Linked DNA regions of Mus musculus: region 1 is linked to region 2. Evidence: chromatin contacts called from public Hi-C data. All regions are on one chromosome and are shown on one strand. Each heading gives the region's core, a stretch centred on a gene start, on an enhancer-like site or on the middle of the called end of the contact. The rest is flanking DNA. Distances are from core to core; before and after follow the strand shown.

Region 1 (2,700 bases), core at 53-2,552, 130 kb before region 2:
TGAACTGAATCTCTGAATCTGTAAACCAGCGGCAATTAGATGTTTTCCTTTATAAGACTGTCTTGGTCATGTCGTCCCTTCACAGCAATGAAGCCTGAACTAAGACAATGTCCATATCTTCACTTATCTCTATCTGTATATCTCTCTATTAAAGGAGAGAGAGACAGAGTGAGGGGCTTTCCCCATAAACACACATGATATACATTATATACATTCTGCATTTAGGACCTCCTGACTGGTCTGGAAAATGACTGGTCTTGGTGTGGGATATTTCATGAATCAAAGCAGAAGTTCTCCATCTTTCTTTTAATTTAAAATTCCATTTCATTCATATATTGTGTGTCTACACTAAGTTAAACTTCTAAAAAGGGGAGCCCAAACTGCTGTATTTTAGCAAGTGTGTACATGTGTAGTGACCAGAGGACAACCTGTGGGAATTGGTTCTCTCTTCCTACCATATGGGTCCTGAGACTGAACTCAGACTCAGGCTTGGATGCAGGGGCCTTTACCTGCAAGGCCTTCCAATAGGCCTGTTCTCAGTCCTTTTAATAACAAAAATAAGTGGCGTGACCATCCACATATAAGAACAAGTCTCGTACCCTCTGCTAGGGAACAAACTCAGGGCCTTGCGTATGCTACGCAAGCACTCTGCCACTGAGCTAGGTTCAACACTCTTGCCACAGAGCGCACCTGCCAATCCTGAGGCTAAGCTTTAGAACATTATTAGCCTAGAAGCCTCAGAAGCCCCCTAAAGTTGCACCTTGACTCATTATACCAGGGATCTGTTCTATTTTTAAAACCTGATTTCTCCATTTGATTTTGATACCCAGACAAGCTAGAGCAGAGACCTGGGGAGGGGCTTAACATAACGGATATTAGTTCTCTGAGCTAAGAATCGAGAGGAACATGGATCGTAGGACTTGAAGCATCCCCCATTTGGAGGAAGGCATAATGCCATAGCCAATTGGTTCACACCTGTTGGGAAAATTAATTTCCAAGACATCCCTGCCCTCAGAAGTTGTCAGCTGATGACCTCAGACATTCTTTCAGGGACTGGAAATTTACAAGGAGACTCTGTGTAACTGCAAGAGGAAATGGCTTCTACCCAGACAGGGAGCCAGGCTGGGTAAAGGGAAATGGATAGAGAGACAAAGGCAGATGGGTGAGTATCGGCTTTCTCTGGAGTCTGGCCATCCTGGCTAGGAGCCAGCAGTCCCAAATGTGACACAGCTGCCACCCCCTGCCACTCACTCTATGTACTTCAAAGAGATCTTCTGTGGCTGGGCACAGGCATAGATCCGCTCCTGGATGTGCAGGGCTGCAAGCCGGAGGGCAGAGTTGCACTTCATCTCCACAGCAAAGCGCTCCTGGAGTACATCACTGCAGCTCTGCAAGAGATCACACAGAGCAGCTAGGCAACAAGAGCATACACATTGCGCGAGCGCGCGCGCACACACACACACACACACACACACACACACACACACACACACACACTTCTTTCCGGTCAGAGCAGCAGGATCAGCAGCCAGCTCTGAGGACTTGGCTCTGTGACCTGAGTTACATTCAGACTAAGTATAGTGTTTTCCATTGTTAATCGCATACTGACTGTCTATATGATCTGTATTATTTGATTTCTGGGAGGTTTAGAAAAGATTATATGCAGGAATGTGAGCATAAATCACACAGTGCTATCTTAAGCAAGTACAATGCACTGGTGGTGTGGTGGCTGCTATTACGATTTTCTAGCCCCATTTCTGTAAGACTTAGGCCAGCCTTACACCCCAGTGGACTGTAAACTGGTGACATCTCCCAGACGACTCTTCCCATCCAAACAAAAATAACGAAAGTAATTTCACTCTAGGCAATAGAGGACAAGGCGTAGTTAGAAGTCAAGAAACCAGGTTTCTAGCTGGGCATGGTGGCAGATGCCTTTAATCCCAGGACTCAGGCGCAGAGTCAGGAGGATCTTCAAGGCCAGCCTGGTCTACAGAGCTAGTTCTAGGACAGCCAGGGCTATACAGAAGAAATAATGCCTCAAAAAACAAGAGGAAGGAAGGAAGGAAGGAAGGAAGGAAGGAAGGAAGGAAGGAAGGAAGGAAGGAAGGAAGGAAAAGAAACCAGGTTTGGCTCTACTGCTAAGTAGGGACATCGGACACATTCCCCTTCTAAGACCTGGTTACGTCATCTCTAACATGAGTTTCTGCAGCACTAAAGCCCCATCCTGCAATAAAAGTGGAAAGGATAAAGCGTTTAATAGTATTAGAAAAGTGTATCATCTACATTGAGGACTAAGCCTAAATTTGATTAGTCTACTGCAAATCTCCCATTACAGCAACTTGGAGCAGGAACAATGGGGAGGGATAATGAGACCCACTGTTCTCTAGAAAGAGACCATCCCTCGGGAGAGCTGTTTTAGCTGCCACCAACCCAGAATAACCCAACTATGCGATGCGTCCTTGAGGCCACTGGCACCCCAGGAAGCACAGCCTGGTCACCTGAAGGTAGAGATATTCAAATGCCACAGGGTCTTCTTTCAGCAGGTCCAGGGGGTCCTTGGGCACAAAGCTCACCCTGAAGAGGCAGCGGGAGTCCTGGGATTCTTCCCTTTCTACCACCTGCCCAAGGCAAAGACAATAAGGTGACCTCGCCGCTCTCCATAAAGCGGCTTCACAGGGAAGAGAGAAAGGGAGGCCGCTG
Region 2 (2,700 bases), core at 130-2,629:
TAGCAGGTGCACCCTTGCCTTCACCTGTGCACCTAGCAGGTGCACCCTTGCCTTCACCTGTGCACCTAGCAGGTGCACTCATGCCTTCACCTGTGCACTTAGCAGGTGCACCCTTGCCTCCACCTGCACTTAGCAGGTGCACCCTTGCCTTCACCTGTGCACTTAGCAGGTGCACCCTTGCCTTCACCTGTGCACCTAGCAGGTGCACCCATGCCTTCATCTGTGCACTTAGCAGGTGCACCCTTGCCTTCACCTGTGTACCTAGCAGGTGCACCCATGCCTTCACCTGTGCACCTAGCAGGTGCACCCTTACCTTCACCTGTGCACCTAGCAGGTGCACCCATGCCTTCACCTGAGCACCTAGCAGGTGCACTTGCTAGCACACTTGGCTCCTGGTGATGTCAGCGCTACGGCTGCTTCCATGGAGTTGCAGGCTCTGACCTGGAAGCAGAGTGACTGTCCTACTTCCATCCTGCCACTCTGTGCAGAAGGGGAGGAAGGCAGAATTGCAGTCTCATCTGGAAGCCTTTGGGGTCTTTTTTGCCAAGCACTCCCTTTGCTTAAGCAGCATTTGCCTAGTCTTAAGGGAAGCCACTCACAATCGCAATGGCCCTCCTTTCCAGCTACCCAGCTGCCTCCCCATCCTCTCCTTATTAAGGAATATGTCACAGAGCCCGTTCTTGGATGTGGGGAATGAAAGTGACAAGTGGATCTAGGAGCACTGGCTTTCCCCCTCCCTGCTGGGTAGCCAACAAACACATTCAGTCTTGCAAGCTAACCCATGAGACAGTATGGCAGGGCCGATGTGACTGCACCTGCCATCCCCGCAGAAACACATCTCTCCTTCCTTCCTCTCCCACAAACATTTCCTGAGAACCTGTTGCATCCCCTGCACCAGACCAGATCTAGGGACATAACAGGGACAAAAGCCTGGTCCTTCCCCCAGGGATCCTCTAGTCTGGTAGATAAATCAGTAAAATAAATATGTAATCAGCTTTCTCCTGGAATTCTAGCTACTTAGATGGCTAAGGCAGGAAGATCAGTTGATCCCAAGAGTTTGAGGCTGACCTGGACAACATATTGATACCTCATTTATAAAAATGTATGCATGCATACATAAGCATTTGATTGCAATACTGGGCTATGAACAGCACAGTAGCTACAAGTGAAGGAGCTACAAGGGACAGAAGATGAGGTGCAGAAAACATTTCCCTAAGGGAAAAATGAAGCCTTTCTTAGTCTTCCCTGATTGGAATAAAATTTATCCCCACTCCGACCTTAATTATAATTCAATTATAATTCTGGATCTGTGCTGGAGAGCCCTGGTGGCATCGTAGCCCTGGTGGCATCGTAGCCTGTATTAGTCACCTTGGGCTGGGCTTATCGTCTCCATTCCATTCAGTATAATTCACTTCATGTAAGCACTGTGCTAGGCTGAGCTGTGTGAAAGGCCAACGACAAAACAAAGCCAGTTCCAGGACCAGTTCCTTGGGGGAGGCAGACAGCAAGCTGTGGCCCAGAAGGCATGATTGATGGTCCAGGGCAGGATGCTGTGGGCACAGGTACAACCCTCAGAGGAGGCAGAGAGGAAGAGTGGCATCCCAGATGAGCATTGAACAAGGTTCCTGTAGTCAGAGACTAAATAAAACTTCACTAGGCTTCCTAGCAGACTCAAGAAGGCAAGAAGATAGGGAAGGAGTCAGACTGATGATGGAGGGAGCTTGCGGTAGAGCATCAGGGCTGGCGTATGGGATCCATGATATGACAGCACACGAGGAAGCCCCACATAGACTCATTCTGGTGGATAATGGGGGTTTTGATGCTGGTAGTATATCTGCATTTACTGTGTGGGCTGTGGGAGCAGAAAGTGGGTGACTTACAAGCCCAACTCTGTTTTGCATGGATTGTGACTTGGAACACAGCAGGGAGACTATTGAGGGGCCATCTCAATTATCCAGGTGTAAGGTGATTGTCCTCAGCTGTGAAAAACAGCAATAGGGACCAACTGTTGTTTTCCATAATACACAGTGCTGTTTCCTGCCTGGGTTTCATAAATGTTTGTGAAAAAGAAACCACATTAAGGAATCACTTTCAAAGTATGAATTTATGCTTTGCAGGTGTTTGATTCTTGCTGGTTGACCCCTGTCACCTAAGTCATCCAAGTTCAAGTCACAGGCCAACCCTGCCCAAGCCTGTCATTATCTCCCATTATGTGGCTACTTAGAAGAGGCCTGAGTTGCCTCATGTGCCATTTTAATTGGGCTGCAGCTGTCGGTGCGGACAGACTTGGTTTCCTTCCTGGAGCTGGCTGGGACGGCCCCACCCTGTCCTGCCAGCTCAACCATCTGGAGCATCACCCACAGGCTGAGAAGATTTCAGAACACGCCAGGCTCCAAGGCATGCAAAGAATGGGCCCTCCTGGGGAGTTCTAAAGTCAGAGGTCTTCTGGAACCCATCACAGAGCAACTGTCCAGTGACCTTAGGTCTCTCCAGGCAAGCACTTCTAGGAAGGACTGGAGGAGAGCATAAAGTTTAGGGGCTGCCCAAGTGTGACCAAGGGTTCTGGGTGAGGTCTGATCTTTATATAAGGAAGGATATTTATTAAATTTTATTTACTTGTGCTCATGAACACTGCCCCCACCCCAGTATATGTGTGTTGAGTCTGTGTGTGTGTGTGGGGGGGGGGGGGGTTAGAGGGAC

The links. Hi-C and Micro-C count contacts between places; a contact is called where the count stands out from the background.
Region 1: a contact with region 2 is called in a Hi-C map of the N1E-115 cell line, with 1.7 times the contacts expected there. The contact joins two enhancer-like sites. A contact is called at or near these places in 1 of 15 datasets of contacts at CTCF or cohesin (large pre-B cells), 8 of 484 Hi-C or Micro-C datasets (the Ba/F3 cell line, the G1E-ER4 cell line, the N1E-115 cell line and 3 more), 4 of 115 datasets of contacts at active chromatin or transcription factors (embryonic basal ganglia, embryonic stem cells, stem cell-derived neural progenitor cells and 1 more) and 1 of 9 other capture datasets (embryonic stem cells).

Annotation. Positions count from the first base shown.
Region 1 is chr4:45,269,818-45,272,517 of GRCm38.p6, reverse strand. It overlaps Frmpd1 (FERM and PDZ domain containing 1), which reads right to left. Exons shown (of 16, transcript NM_001081172.2): 9 at 2,499-2,618; 10 at 1,252-1,388. Among named protein-coding and RNA genes, the nearest start is that of Trmt10b, 26 kb to the left of the region's middle. Within about 2 kb of position 1,302, at least 43 of the 459 cell types and tissues checked have an H3K27ac peak or open chromatin away from gene starts, as enhancers often do. A contact at or near this core is called in the N1E-115 cell line, where this site is marked.
Region 2 is chr4:45,137,435-45,140,134 of GRCm38.p6, reverse strand. No RefSeq gene overlaps it. Among named protein-coding and RNA genes, the nearest start is that of Tomm5, 31 kb to the right of the region's middle. Within about 2 kb of position 1,379, at least 15 of the 459 cell types and tissues checked have an H3K27ac peak or open chromatin away from gene starts, as enhancers often do. A contact at or near this core is called in the N1E-115 cell line, where this site is marked.